2 separate regions of the Mus musculus genome follow, and region 2 is linked to region 1. A link is a contact called in public Hi-C data. All regions are on one chromosome and are shown on one strand. Each heading gives the region's core, a stretch centred on a gene start, on an enhancer-like site or on the middle of the called end of the contact. The rest is flanking DNA. Distances are from core to core; before and after follow the strand shown.

Region 1 (6,980 bases), core at 1,496-3,995:
TTGAGGGTTCACCCGCATCGCATCAAAGTCGGGCTCTGTGCTTGGCCAGTAGAGATTCCTGTGGTTAATCTTTGGAAATCCAAACCAAAGAAAAATCACAAATTGTTCCTCTAATATTCCACAGAGTTCCTTTATCTAGATGCAAAACAAATACCAAATTGAGCTGTGCTTTAAACACCCAAGCACTCCTTGCTCAGATGCTCCTGCTCCTGCTCCTGCTCCTGCTCCTGCTCCTGCTCCTGCTCCTGCTCCTGCTCCTGCTCCTGCTCCTGCTCCTGCTCCTGCTCCTGCTCCTGCTCCTGCTCCTGCTCCTGCTCCTGCTCCTCCTCCTCCTGCTCCTCCTCCTCCTCCTGCTTCTCCTCCTGCTCCTCCTCCTCCTCCTGCTCCTCCTCCTCCTGCTCCTCCTGCTCCTGCTCCTGCTCCTGCTCCTGCGCTCCTGCTCCTGCTCCTGCTCCTCCTCCTGCTCCTCCTGCTCCTGCTCCTGCTGCTCCTGCTCCTGCTCCTGCTGCTCCTGCTCCTGCTCCTGCGCTCCTGCTCCTGCTCCTGCTCCTCCTCCTCCTGCTCCTCCTGCTCCTGCTCCTGCTCCTGCTCCTGCTCCTGCTCCTGCTCCTGCTCCTGCGCTCCTGCTCCTGCTCCTGCTCCTCCTTCTGCTCCTCCTCCTCCTGCTCCTCCTGCTCCTGCTCCTGCTCCTGCTGCTCCTGCTCCTGCGCTCCTGCTCCTGCTCCTCCTCCTCCTGCTCCTCCTGCTCCTGCTCCTGCTCCTGCTCCTGCCTCCTGCTCCTGCTCCTCCTTCTGCTCCTCCTCCTCCTGCTCCTCCTGCTCCTGCTCCTGCTCCTGCTCCTGCGCTCCTGCTCCTGCTCCTGCTCCTCCTTCTGCTCCTCCTCCTGCTCCTGCTCCTGCTCCTGCTCCTGCTCCTGCTCCTGCTTCTCCTGCTCCTGCTCCTGCTCCTGCTCCTGCTCCTGCTCCTGCTCCTGCTCCTCCTCCTGCTCCTGCTCCTGCTCCTGCTCCTGCTCCTGCTCCTGCTCCTGGTCCTGGTCCTGCTCCTCCTCCTCCTGCTCCTGCTCCTCCTCCTGCTCCTGGTCCTCCTCCTGCTCCTGCTCCTGCTCCTGCTCCTGCTCCTGCTCCTGCTCCTGCTGCTCCTGCTGCTGCTGCTCCTGCTGCTCCTGCTCCTGCTCCTGCTCCTCCTCCTGCTCCTTCTCCTGCTCCTGCTCCTTCTCCTGCTCCTGCTCCTGCTCCTGCTCCTGCTCCTCCTCCTCCTGCTCCTTCTCCTGCTCCTGCTCCTGCTCCTGCTCCTGCTCCTGCTCCTCCTCCTGCTCCTGATCCTGCTCCTGCTCCTGCTCCTGCTCCTGCTCCTGCTCCTGCTCCTGCTCCTGCTCCTGCTCCTGCTCCTGCTCCTGCTCCTGCTCCTGCTCCGTCATAGGCTGTTAATTCTTGCATGTGCCTTGGGATTTGTCAGCTCTCTCTAGTAGATGGTTGCTCCATGTTCCCTCTCTGTCTCTATCTCTGTCTGTCACACACACAAACACCTGCTCACTCACAGGTACGAGGGATGTTTTTACAAAAGGAACAATACAGAGAACTGATGGAATAAATGACCACTTATTGTTGGACCAAATGAGAAGGAATGGCTTAGCCAAGCCTCATAATCATTGTTGAATTGTAGGCTAATACACACAGAGTAAAACCTCACCACAGGGGCCATTTCTAAGTAGCTCAGTAGCCCTAAGCTCATTTGTATCATTGTATGACCCTTACCACCACCCATCCCAGAGACTTTTCTTATTGAATGGAGAAATTCTGTAGCCATTTAAAAAAAATAACCCCAGTAATCTTGTCATCATAATCTTAATCCCCTGTAATCTTATAATCGTATTCCTGGGTTACTTATAGGATACAGGGGATTTACTCTAAGAGACTCTTGGCAGTACTGTTCAACAGATGCAGGTTGGCCATCTAGAAGCAAAACATTGCTAAGAGGAACAAAATCTAATAAGACCCAGTGCTCTTTCTCAGGGGCCAGAGAAAGAACTGGGAGAGTGTGTAGCTAGCTGAAAGAATGAAGTATTAACATACAGATATGTGCATACATATACACACACATATGCATGCATTCACATACAGATATGTGCATACATACACACACACATGTCCATGCCTTTACATACAGATATGTGCATGCATATACACACACATATGCATGCATTTGGGTGCACACATACACACACAAACCCATAATCAGCTCCATCTCTGGATAACTCTGACAAATAGACTGGTACCACAGAAACATTTGTCTCCCTGTATACTGTCACTCAAGAGAGAACCCGGGACGACTTGACTGACAGCACAAACAGAGGTTTGGATGCCTGTACCCTCTGTGCCTCTGAGAGAGCAGAAGTTCACATGCCAGTTCTCAACACACCCCTCCTCCATTCTGGATGAGCAAAGGTTTCACAAGAAGGAAAACACAAGAAAAGGCAGAACCTCCCAGACAGCATAATCGTGGCTGGAAATGGTGGCACAGTTTCATTGTTGATTTTGACGCAACAAGAAAAGACTCTGGCTTTCTATTCCCACTTGCTAGCTGGGAAGTTCAACTGAGACTTGCATTGAGGTCTGTGAGGAACTGGCCTTCTGACACTGGTCTCATTTCTAGAAAACGCCACAAGTAGAGGAGAGTATACGAGAACATTGCCACTCCCCAGCGTCACAGACCCGACAGCTGCCTTCGCAGCTCAGCTGAGGGTGGCTGGAGATGGGTCTGTCAACCGCCACATTCCTCCCACTGTGGGGACCATTTCACCACTGAGCAATTTAAAGGACAGCTGGAAACCTCTGGATTTGAGTCATATACTAAATATTTACAGAAGGCCAGCTATGCTAAGCCCTCAGTAATTCGAACCTGGAGTGTATTTTCTTTCCATTCGGTCCAGAGGTCCTTTCAGGCACTAATTTTCACCCTGTGCATCCTTGCTTATTATTCAGAAAACCAGTGAAAGGCTATGCCATTTACTTGGGACGAGAAAATCAAAGACCCTGGCAAGCATTCATGGCACCGACCACAAATAACCATGAAAAGTTTTAGTATGATGGAGTGACTTAAATAGGTGAGAACAGAACCTTTTATTTCATGGACATAAATTTCTGCTCTCTCCTTGCAACAATTTGGAAGCCAAGATCATGTTAGTTGGATGTACATTAATGGACTGTCTTTAAAGGTGAAGCCATTCTCTCAGACAGAGAGAGGGATGAGTCGGTGCTTTGTGGTGACTCTATCCAGCACACTGTTTGGTGGTGTTTAAGACAATAAGCACCAATGCCACAGAAACCTGGAATGAAAAAGTGTGCGAGCCAGAAGGTGGGGAGGAGTGCTCGGTGAGTCGGTCTTCTGGACATCCTCTAGCTGCTGTAACCGTGAACTGGCAGCAGCCGGTGTGACCTGCAAAAGATGGGCACAGACTGGGCCCATCAATGCTTCCTCCTGGATAGGGAAGGGCTCATGAGGCCCCTCCTTTCCCTGGTAGCTTCTGGAGGAAGAGGTATTGTTTATTTCAGAGGGGTAGCCAGTGATAATGTGCCCATGTTCTAGTAATAAACCTACACACACACACACACAGAGAGACACACACATACACACACACACACACACACACACACACACACACACACACACGTTTTAATTAAACTCAGTGGGTCACAAAAAGAAAAAAAATACACAAAAGTAGGTCAGGAGCTGTCCGGAGGAAGGGTGAGCTGCTTGGTCTTGTTTTGTTTTGTTTTGTTTTGTTTTGTTTTGTTTTGTTTTGTTTTGTTTTGTTTTGTTTTGTTTTGCCAGATTGATAAAAGCTAGAGTTATCTGAAAAGAAGGAACCTCAATTGAGAAAATGCTGCCATCAGCAGGCAAGCCTGAAGGGGATTTCCTTGGGTGGTAACTGATGTGTGTGGTGCCATTCCTGGACGGGAGATCCTGGGTTATGTAAGAACGCAGACTAGATGTGGTGGTTTGAATAAAAATGGTCCCCCTTGGCTCGAAGGGAATGGTGTGATTAGGACATTTGGCTTTGCTGAGTGTGTGTGGGTTTCTTGGAGGAGGTGTGTCACTAGAGGGGATGGCCTTTAAGGTCTCAGAAGCTCAAGCCTGGCCAGTGTCTCATTGTCACTTCCTGCCACCTGTAGATCTAGATATAGAGCTCTCAGTTCCTTCTCCAGCACCGTGGCTGCCTGGACGCTGCCACCCTTCCCACAATGATGATAATGGACTGAACCCCTGGACTGTAAGCCCCGACGAAGTGCTTTCCTTTATAAGAGTTACCATGGTCATAGTGTCTCTTCAGAGCAATAAAACCCTAAGACACTGAGCAAGCCACGCAGAGCAATCCAGTAAGCAGCACCCATCCATGGCCTCTGCATCAGCTCCTGCCTTGAGTCCTGACTTTCCCTCATGATCATGTTCCTGCCCATGTTCCTTTGACCATGTTTGCTCACAGCAGCAGGAAGCAAGCAAGGACAAAGCGTTTGAACAGAGGAGGCAGAGGCAGGAGAGAGGGTAACGGGAACTGAAAACAACTAGAAGTCCTTCAATGTGTGACACACTGTCAAAGACTAAAAGCAGACAAGGACCAGGAAAAGACTTGGGGAGCGAGCCATCTCCCCTCGCTGTCCCTGCAACCTTGTTAAGCTAGCTTCTTCCGCCATAATGCTGTGAGGCCCTGGTTTCAGCGCATTGTGAAATTGAAAGGAGCAAGTATCAGACTGTGACCCACCACAACTGCTGCGGCTGCTTTCCTAGAAAAACAAGACACTCAAGGGTTGGTCACTATAAAGCACAATCCCAGCTCTGTGACCTGGGGGTAGCCCTGCTTCACACCCTCGTACTGCTTATATTTAACTACAACCATTTGTCTCTTTAAAGGCTTTATGTGGTTGCTCTTTTTAAACGCTATCTTGGCTTTGATTTCTTTTAATAGGCTGTGGGTTCTGTGTGCTAGTCTTTGAACGTTCTGACCTGTGCCCCATCATTCAAATCAGAACTCAGGGTTAATTTTCTAATTCAGGGAGGTAAGTGGACTTCTCAGCCTTGGGGTTCATGTAATTTTCTTAAATTCACTGAACTTGTTTCCTTAATAGCCCAGGGATAAGTGAGTGGCCCGCTCAAAGAGTAGTTAGGTCTATGAGAGGATTCAATAAACGCAAATGTTCTTTTCTATTTCAACAGCCCTCGCTGGGAGCTATGATAAAAGTCCAACATGTTACGGGAGAGGAGCCAGGTGGCGGATGGCTGGGATTTTGGAAGGCCTGGCCAGGCTTGTTGTGCCGAGTCCTTTTGGACTGGATGGAGGAGACTTGCTGTCCATGTCCAGAGGCAGGTCAGCCCGGGCTGTCTGAATGGGCATGCATGATGCTGCCCACCCATCATTATCTATATGAAGCTGCTATTACAGAAGCTAGGGCTGTAAAAACACTCAACTAGTTCCCTCTGGGCCTTTGGCAACTGAGGGAGAGCCCATCCTGTAGAGGGAGCATGCCATGGCTGAGAACCCATGAGGAAAAGGGAGCTGTATTGGCTCAGGGCACTGAGGCAGAAGGAGGGGCTCTGTTGGAGAAATATTGTAGTGAGGACTGGCAGGAGGGAGCAGAGAGCTCTGGATGGGAGAGCAGGGCAGGGTGGAGGGAACAGATCAGTGCAGAGGGCAAGTTCACCCCACAGCACTGCCCGACCGTGCCCTGGAACCCACTCACCTGGACCAACCTATGAGACACATTCTAATTTTTAAATAGGAACTTGATGAAGAGAAAAGGAAGAACAGTAGACATTTGAAAATCATTTAAATTTTATGTGGTTTCTAAGCTGGCAAACATTCCTTTGAGACAGACTATACCTTATTTTGAGAATGTTACCCAAGTAAGCCCCTGCATTGCTAAGCTATAAGGTGAAAACTCCTTTTGCAGATTAAGTCAATGTCAGAGACAAGGTAAAAGACTTGGGGCTATGTCCCTGAAGACTACTTGCCCAGGACTTCTGCAGCTAGAGGAGAGGAAGGAGGCTGGTACCTTGCCCATGCCCAGCCGGCTTCTCAGGTGTAGTCTCCCCTCCCCCAGCCTGAAACCTGCTTGCTCAGGGATGGAGCTTCCCGCTCAATCTTTCTGCCACGCCTACTGCTGGAACCTGCCGCTTTGCTGTTCCGAAACCATCACGTGATCACCCTGCTACTGGATTCCAAGATTATTTGGCGGGAATTGGGCACCTCCCCCTTCCTTTATAACTGAGTGCTGAAATAGTAAAAATTGAACCTTGAGCAGAGAGCTTTGTCTTGGTTCCTTCCTTATGTCGCGCAGCCCAACCCCTCTTCTCTTCCAGGTTTCCAAAATGCCTTTCCAGGCTAGAACCCAGGTTGTGATCTGCTGGCCAGACACAACACTCAGGCAGCGGTGCATCCTACCTCAGAGGATGAGAGCATCCATCCCAATAGAATGGAGGAGGCTGGAGGCCGAGCAAGGCTGCCTGGAATTGGGGCTCAGAGCTGAATGTGGAATGGATCCCGGTAGGAGCGAAGATAATTGAGAGACGTTTGTCCCCTTGCTTTAGCTATCAGACTGTTGAAAATGGACCCCATTTTCCCCCAGGAATCTCATGCTGAGAGAGGAAGGCTGAACCCCAGTGTTAGAGGCTGAGTGTCTCCTGGAAAGAGATTCAGGCAGTCCTGACAACTTGTTAGACCATGTGCAGAAAAGACTGCGGCTGGACACAGCGTGGTACCCAGACCACACCCTGACCGGAGCGCTTCAGTGACACATACCTCTCCCCTCTCTTTAAACCTGATGGTGGGTGTGGTTCTGGAGGGTGGACTGGATTTTGTTAACAATGTGGCTAGACTGAATAACACTCCTTTTTGTTGGTTTGTTTGCTCCACTTTGCTTTTCACCATTGTTTAATTGGCTTGTGGAGAATGGGGCCAAACATGGCTTATTAGAGCTGCCAGGAGC
Region 2 (6,980 bases), core at 1,344-3,843, 86 kb before region 1:
TGAGAAGGGCATTTTATTAAGGTTTGAGATCCGGGAGAGAGAGTGCCAGGCCCTGGGTAGGTGATTGACACATGAAAAACTCAGCCATGAGCTTATCAAGTGCTGGCCTTTACTGTACCAGTTTGAGCATAGATTTGAGGGATTGTTTTTTAAAGCAGCAGAGGAAGATGGGGGTGGAATTCACTCAGTGGCTCACTGCTGCTAACAGAAAATTTTAGGTAACAGTGACTTTAATATTCTGCAAGTTTTGCAGGCCTCCATTGTTAACATGATTTCTAAATGAGGCATAAGTCACAAAGGCATCGGCAAAGCTCCGTGTTGCATAGAGAAGGGGCGGAAGCAATAGTTAGTGAAAGAATCTAACGGAGAATCAGTGTCATCTATGACGGCTCCCACCTGGAAGCCATCACCTGGATAAAATGTCTCCTGATTACAAAACCATTGAGAGGTCTGCAATCTGTCACATTTTTCTGAAGGACAAAAAGCCTTCCACTGAGTCTGAAAGGAACTCGGGCCATATCATTTCAAAATATTCCAACCTGGTACAATCATTACCTCAAACTGCACTCTCTCAAGGGACTATAACTTCACAGGGAGCAATTGGCTCCCTCTATATGTAACAAGCTATACAGATTCTTTTGAGTGGGGTGGCCGTCCCATGCAGATGCTGGGGAAGAGCCTTGAATCCTCCTGGTCACTGGGGTTGCAATAAGACAGAATAAACTTTTAAGTCGCCTTCATCTCTTCATTGTCCACTAGCTCTTAGATTCACTGCCCCACCCGCCCCATCCCTGCAGCTGAGGTCTCCACCACAAATCTCCTGGCAGCATCCTTAGAACTTACTGCCTGGATCTAGAGGAAATCCATTTGTCCTGTTCCTTTCCAAGTTCCTTTCTTTCTCCATGTGCAAAGCATGAAAGCATTGTGCTTTGGCCATGTCTTAGAGCAGCACTGTCTTATGAAGACACCCACTGAGTTCAGCATAAACTTTGTCATTTGCTCTTGTATTGCACTTCCCAGCTCTTGTATCAGTTAGGAACTAAGATCCTGCTATGGAGCCCACAGCACATGGAGGTGGGAAGAATCTTTCTCTCACCGCTTCAAACACACGCTCTTGCTTATGGATCTTCTCAAGCTGTCTAATGATTATATATTTACTCATCTCTGGGCTCCTTGAGGCCAAGACTGCAAGCCCATTGCCTTCAGAATTGCCTGGCCACATAGCTGCTCAGGAATGCCTGGGTAATAGCCACCCTCACCTACTTTCTCAGCCATGGAGAAGATCTTAGAAGCATTTGGTCCAACCTCAAGGTTTTTGGGATCAGAACAGGGACAGTCACAGAGGCAAAATCAATGGTCCAGGTTCCAGCATTAGCCCATATCACATCAGAATGTGTTTCTTATTCCTAGACCTTTCCCCCTTTCAGACCATGGCTCATGAGAAAGCCCCAAGTGAAGTCTGAAATGACCACTGGATGCCCAAAGTGCATCTTGCAAGTAAACACATAAAAGTTAAGCAACATTAGCTCAAAATACATGTAAAGTAGGGTTTGGAGAGTTGTGCTCAATAAATTAATGTTGGAGGATGGGGCTCATCATTTTCAAATTCACTTTATATATTTAATGCCTCTAATTTTTCTCCAGGCTTTTAAAGAGTGTTTTTAGGTTGTAATTAAGAGATCTAGCATTCTATCCTTCATCTAAAACCATAATTGTGAAATTAAAATTTCAGTATTTTAATTAAGCCTGGGTAAATCCACCAAATTAATTTAAAGCAGCCAAAATAAGATAAATTTCTATAAAGCACGAGAACTGATTTATCATTCTATCAGTCACAATTAACTCCACAAGCTTTTATTTCCATGTCTCGGGGACAAGTATTAAAATTCCTATAAGTGTTTTGCTGCATCATGTAAGAAGTAAGATTTTTAACCTAAACTAACCTCCTATAGCTCTGGCAACAAGCCAGGCATGATGGCATACACCTGCGACCTTAGCACTCAGGAGGAGTTCAAGGCTAGCCTGGGCTAAACAGCCAGAATCTGTCTCAAAGTAAGGCCATATTCTTTCTCATCCTTTACGGTGAGCTTTGCTGCCGTGAGGCTCAGTGCAGCGGTAAGGGCCAGTGGACTTAAGAAAATAAGCATCCAGCACCCCTTCCCGCAGGCCACTTGTGCCCAGGGGGCCTCTTAGGGTAACCTTGTGCTCAGTTCCCAGGCTCGGAAAGTTCTACCTTCCTCCTCCTCTCAGTCCAGGGCTAAGCATCCCTCGGGCCTTCATCTCCCCCTTACATCTGCCTTCTCTAGGATCGGGCAACGTGACAGTGAACCTTCTAATTAATGTGTCAAGAGCCTGAGAGTCACTTTAATGAATGTTCTCTTGCTTCCTCAGGACCGGACTCTGCCTCACTCCCGGAGCTGCGCAGGAGCTGCCACTGTGAGGAAAGCCATCCATACTGGGGCTGCTCAGTGATGACTTAGGGCGATCCAAGGAGAGGGAAGTGAGCGCTGGGGTCACTAGCTTCTCGTGGCTCTTCTCAGAGCCTCCGTTTTCCTTGCCTATCACAGCCTGGTTGCCAAGAGCCCATGGCTGGGAAGCATACAGCCGGATGCTTCCAAATGGGAAAGAAGATGGTTTGGTTTTGTGACATACCTGACTGCCTACTCACAGGGACAAATCTGTCTCTTCAAATGGCTTTCCAAAGCAATTTTCTAAAGTGATTCTTTAAAACACATGGGGATGAATCATTAGAACATTCCAGATTGGTGAGAATCTAGGAAGATGACAGGCTAACAGAAGCTATCTTCCCTGCCTTCATGGGTGTGGAAAAAATTGAGTAGCAACAGGGGACCCTACCCTGCTCCCATCAGGAGCTCCTCAAAATTCCCAGGACCTAGATGGCAAAATCTCCTTGCAATGGTTGGTCAGTACCTTTGACATTATTCCCAAACCTATTTTAGCTTGAAACTCAACCTGAGTGGTACTGATGTAGCTCAGGAACCTTGAGGCCTCTTCATCCAGGGACCGAGAAGGGCCTGCCCATGGCTGGAGCTCTATGTGCCATCGGGAACCCTGTGAAGGACAGAGAACACAGTGGGTCTGTAAAGATTCAGGATCTGGGCAGAACAGAAGAAATACAAGGTTAGGCCAAGGTATCAGCATATGTGCCCAGCACTGTTGTCATTGAAGGCAGCATAAGCCACAGGAGATGTCCAGTGGCCAAGTTAAGAAGCCAGTGACAATGGCCCCTGGGGACTGTCTAGTTAAAGACAAACTCTACCTGACTCCACCTGAAAGGACCTTAACGCAACTGGATACATGATACCCCTTCACACTCAGAGAGGAATGCTCATTACCTGTTACTGCTTTCTAAGGTTAGAGTTTCAAGAATCTGTTCCCTAAAGAACAGTTTTGGGGGTCACAGCACCAAAAAGCTGAGGTGCATGGTGGAAGAGACACTGAGGCCTTTGGTCATCTTTCTTAGCACTGAGAGAGATGGGTAATGAGACCTACTGCTGAGCTGGTGTGTGGGACAAGGATGCTGAGCTGAGAAGGATGGCTTTCTAGCACATAGAGACCGCTCACACCTGTCAGCAGAGAATCTGAGGTATTATCAGTACTATATGGCTAGTGATGGGGCCTGAGCCTTGCTCACAGCATGGGTGGGCAGCAGAAAGACCGAGGGAGAGCAGTGGGCTGGAAGAAGCATAAATGGGCATGTCTGCAGGTAAAAGGAAGCTTGGTCAGGAAGTCTTTGGTAGAACTCATAGATCCTCTCCTAGACAGTCACCTTTTAGAGACCTCCAGGAACCTCAGCGATTTCAAGTGTAGACTAGGGCCCAGCCTACAGAGCAACAGCAATGGAGGGCAAAAGACCTTCCAAGGGCTGGCATGGTGAATGACTAGCTTCAGAGAGACTTTAGTGGTCACAGACTAGAAGATCCTGCACGGTATCAAGTTGGCCCCTAGCTCAATTTATGTTGAGGAAGGATCTGGGGACCAGATAGAAAGACCATTCATGTACATACATTATTCTCCAGGCAGTGGCAAGAGCTGTTACTACCACCACCCCCAACCAACAGAAACATTTAAACAAGATGGTCATGAGACACTTTTTAAAAATGTGATTGTCTCCCCTCAGATGTCACCCAGGGGACTCTGGATGAAACTGAACCGAGAAGGAGTAAGGCAAGCAGGCAGCACCATTCCCAAGGCTAGGATCAAAGAGTACACACAAAGAAGAAAGTGGGTTGAGCCCAAGCATTCATTGTTGCCTGCTTCTTGACTATGACTGCAATGGGACCCACTGCTTCCATGTGTCACTGTGACTTTTCTGCCTCAGACTGTGAGCCAAAAGTCCCTAGAGTTGCATCTGGTAGGGTTCTTATCAGAGCAACAGAAAAGGAAACTAAGACAACTACATAGAAAGACTCTAACTTGGGGAAAAAGATGTAGCTACTCTGCTCTCCAAGCTGCCTTTCTGAGGACAGCCATGTCTTATAGCTGTTGTCTTGTGAAGGGAGAGCACAGAGCGTCAAGGAATACTATCCAATCCACCTTCCATGCCTGTATTGATTTTTTTCTTCTCTTATTAGATGCTAATTACCATTCAGTCAGTCAATATTTATCAAGCACCAGCATGGACCAGGCAAGGATAAATACAAAACTGAATACGATGTAAACTTTCCCAGGAGATATCATGGCTAGGAGCAGACATCAGATTTGTACATAATGACTTTGAAAAGGAAATAGGAACACATTTAAGAGAGTCATTCCTTTCAGAGAACGGTTTCTGAAGTTACAAGTTAAACACATTTAAAGACAAACACCTCCTCAGGCCCAGCCACACTCTCTCCTGCATCAAACAGACAGAGCACTTTCATAGATCTCTCCTAGGCCATTTATTAGTTAGAACGCAAGAGAGCCAAACTGTTGTGTCTACATTAGCCAACGTTGTCATCTTGTGGCTTAGGCAAATATCAGTCAGGGACCTGTCACACTGACTGACTGAAGAGAACTTCACAAAGAGACCGTTTACAAAGTTGTAGGCAGGAATTAAGGGTAAAAAGGAATTACGGTGATAACAATGACAGGTGACACCAGAGGACCCTCTGGGGAAATGGTATGGAGAGGGACTTTAAGAAAGGAAAACAGCCAAATCTATTACATATATCACCTTATCTGCCACATCCGATGGTCTCCTGCCTTCTGTGAGCCAAATCCACAGAGAGGAAAACTGAGACTGGCCCCTGCTGTCAGTCCCCCCTTCCCCGCCCCCTGCCCATCACATCCACCCCCAGGGTCCCAGATGGTAGAGTAGTGGAGGTGAAATGGAAGCAAGGTTTGAAACAAAGTTCATTCATTCATTTATTTATTCTGTAGGCATTTGTGCTTCATGCCTACAGGGTATGTTTCTTTCCATTTAATGCAAGGCACAGCGGTGTCATGCAACAAATGCAAGAAATTATTTAGGGTCTCTGATGGAATTCTCTATGGGATACAATAGGGGCACAAGGAAATGGCGTCTTTAAGGATTACTCACAAAAGATGCACAAAAAATTTGGATACAGATCACAGGGAAGAATTTCTATGGCTAAAAGCTTCCAAACGCAGCAAGGTGTTTTGGAAACATTACAGGGACACGTCAGACTCAGCACCAGCATTAAGCCAGGGCTAGCACACAGGAGTTACTTCACACATTGGTAGTTGTGAATCCATCTTGTTAAATATAGGATTATCTTTCTGCAACCTGATACTCCTCATTTCCAGCTGAGAGTTGACCACAAAGAAGCTAAAACACAGCTGTGCTGGTGGATAATGCACGTCAAGGAATCTCAGACGGAGGTCTAATAACAGCACACAGACAGCAATACACGCTCTCAGATGAGCTCTCACATACTGCTTTGGTTTAGCTGTTTAAAAAACATTTCACATAAAGCAGTGTTCTTATTGGAATCAATCTGACAGCAGGTCGTGATTATTTCCCCATGGAAACCACTCGCTTTTATCTTCTCTTTCAATTACCATTCATCTTAATTCTCCACATCAACACAATGCCTTTCCCAAATTCCCACAAATGGAATTCTATGAGCACCTTCAAATACCCAGGCAAGTTTAATTCAAAAGAGGAAAACCCATAATTTTCTTAAAAAAATAGATGATGATGGTTTTGCTCCACACAATTTCCTAAATGCCAGGGTGCATTGTGTGTCTATTATCTGTGTGCTTCAAATATCAAGTGACCAACAACACCACCTCCATTACTCCTAGGCAGTGGGGCTGTGGACTCCCAGAGCCCTCTGTCCATCAGCGGACTCCCAAGGCGGGTAAACAGTCTCTTAGCAGCAGATGGCAGTGCGCAGAGTCACTTCGTATTGTGTGTTTGCGGCCCACGGGCCTGTGTGGAAATGGCTAGCACAGCATTACAAGGAGTTGTTACACAGAGCCCACCCCCAAGGATCGAAGCCCCTGCAGACCTTTAAAAATCCGTGGTCCTGCTTTGTATGACAGACACCAGGCTTTCACTAGAAGTAGTGATGGGTGGGGTTCCTATCACGTGAGCTTCTCGGGAGGGCAAGTTCCTGGATGCCTCAGAAAAGGGAACAGCAATCTTTTACCCATCTAGCAGGACTTCAAGGTTTACATCTTAAAAGGAAGGCAGAATGCTTTTTTTTTTTAAACATAGAATTCCAAACATTAAGCTCAAGGACGACAGAAGGTTTTCTGAGAAGCTATCTCACATCCTCCCTGCTATTTTGCAGACATTTGTGGTTCTGCTTTTCAAATGAAAAAGGCTTTTCCCGTGCAACAAACAAGGGGTCCGACTTCATGAGCCTGTACCAAGCACAGATATGAAGCTTGGGGATATTTTTAATCAAGTATTACCTTAACATTAAATTTTGTTTGTCTGTCTGTCTCCCTTTCTTTCTTCCTTCCTTCCTTCCTTCCTTCCTTCCTTCCTTCCTTCCTTCCTGCCTGCC

The links. Hi-C and Micro-C count contacts between places; a contact is called where the count stands out from the background.
Region 2: a contact with region 1 is called in a Hi-C map of the C2C12 cell line, with 1.7 times the contacts expected there. The contact joins two enhancer-like sites. A contact is called at or near these places in 1 of 39 promoter capture datasets (hippocampal neurons), 8 of 484 Hi-C or Micro-C datasets (the C2C12 cell line, the G1E-ER4 cell line, Sertoli cells and 3 more) and 1 of 9 other capture datasets (embryonic stem cells).

What each region holds. Positions count from the first base shown.
Region 1 is chr10:40,640,401-40,647,380 of GRCm38.p6, reverse strand. All of the region lies in intron 4 of Ddo (D-aspartate oxidase), which reads right to left. Among named protein-coding and RNA genes, the nearest start is that of Ddo, 14 kb to the right of the region's middle. Within about 2 kb of position 2,745, at least 10 of the 459 cell types and tissues checked have an H3K27ac peak or open chromatin away from gene starts, as enhancers often do. A contact at or near this core is called in the C2C12 cell line, where this site is marked.
Region 2 is chr10:40,726,079-40,733,058 of GRCm38.p6, reverse strand. It overlaps Mettl24 (methyltransferase like 24), which reads right to left. Exons shown (of 5, transcript NM_177793.3): 2 at 2,974-3,072. Among named protein-coding and RNA genes, the nearest start is that of Mettl24, 46 kb to the right of the region's middle. Within about 2 kb of position 2,593, at least 5 of the 459 cell types and tissues checked have an H3K27ac peak or open chromatin away from gene starts, as enhancers often do. A contact at or near this core is called in the C2C12 cell line, where this site is marked.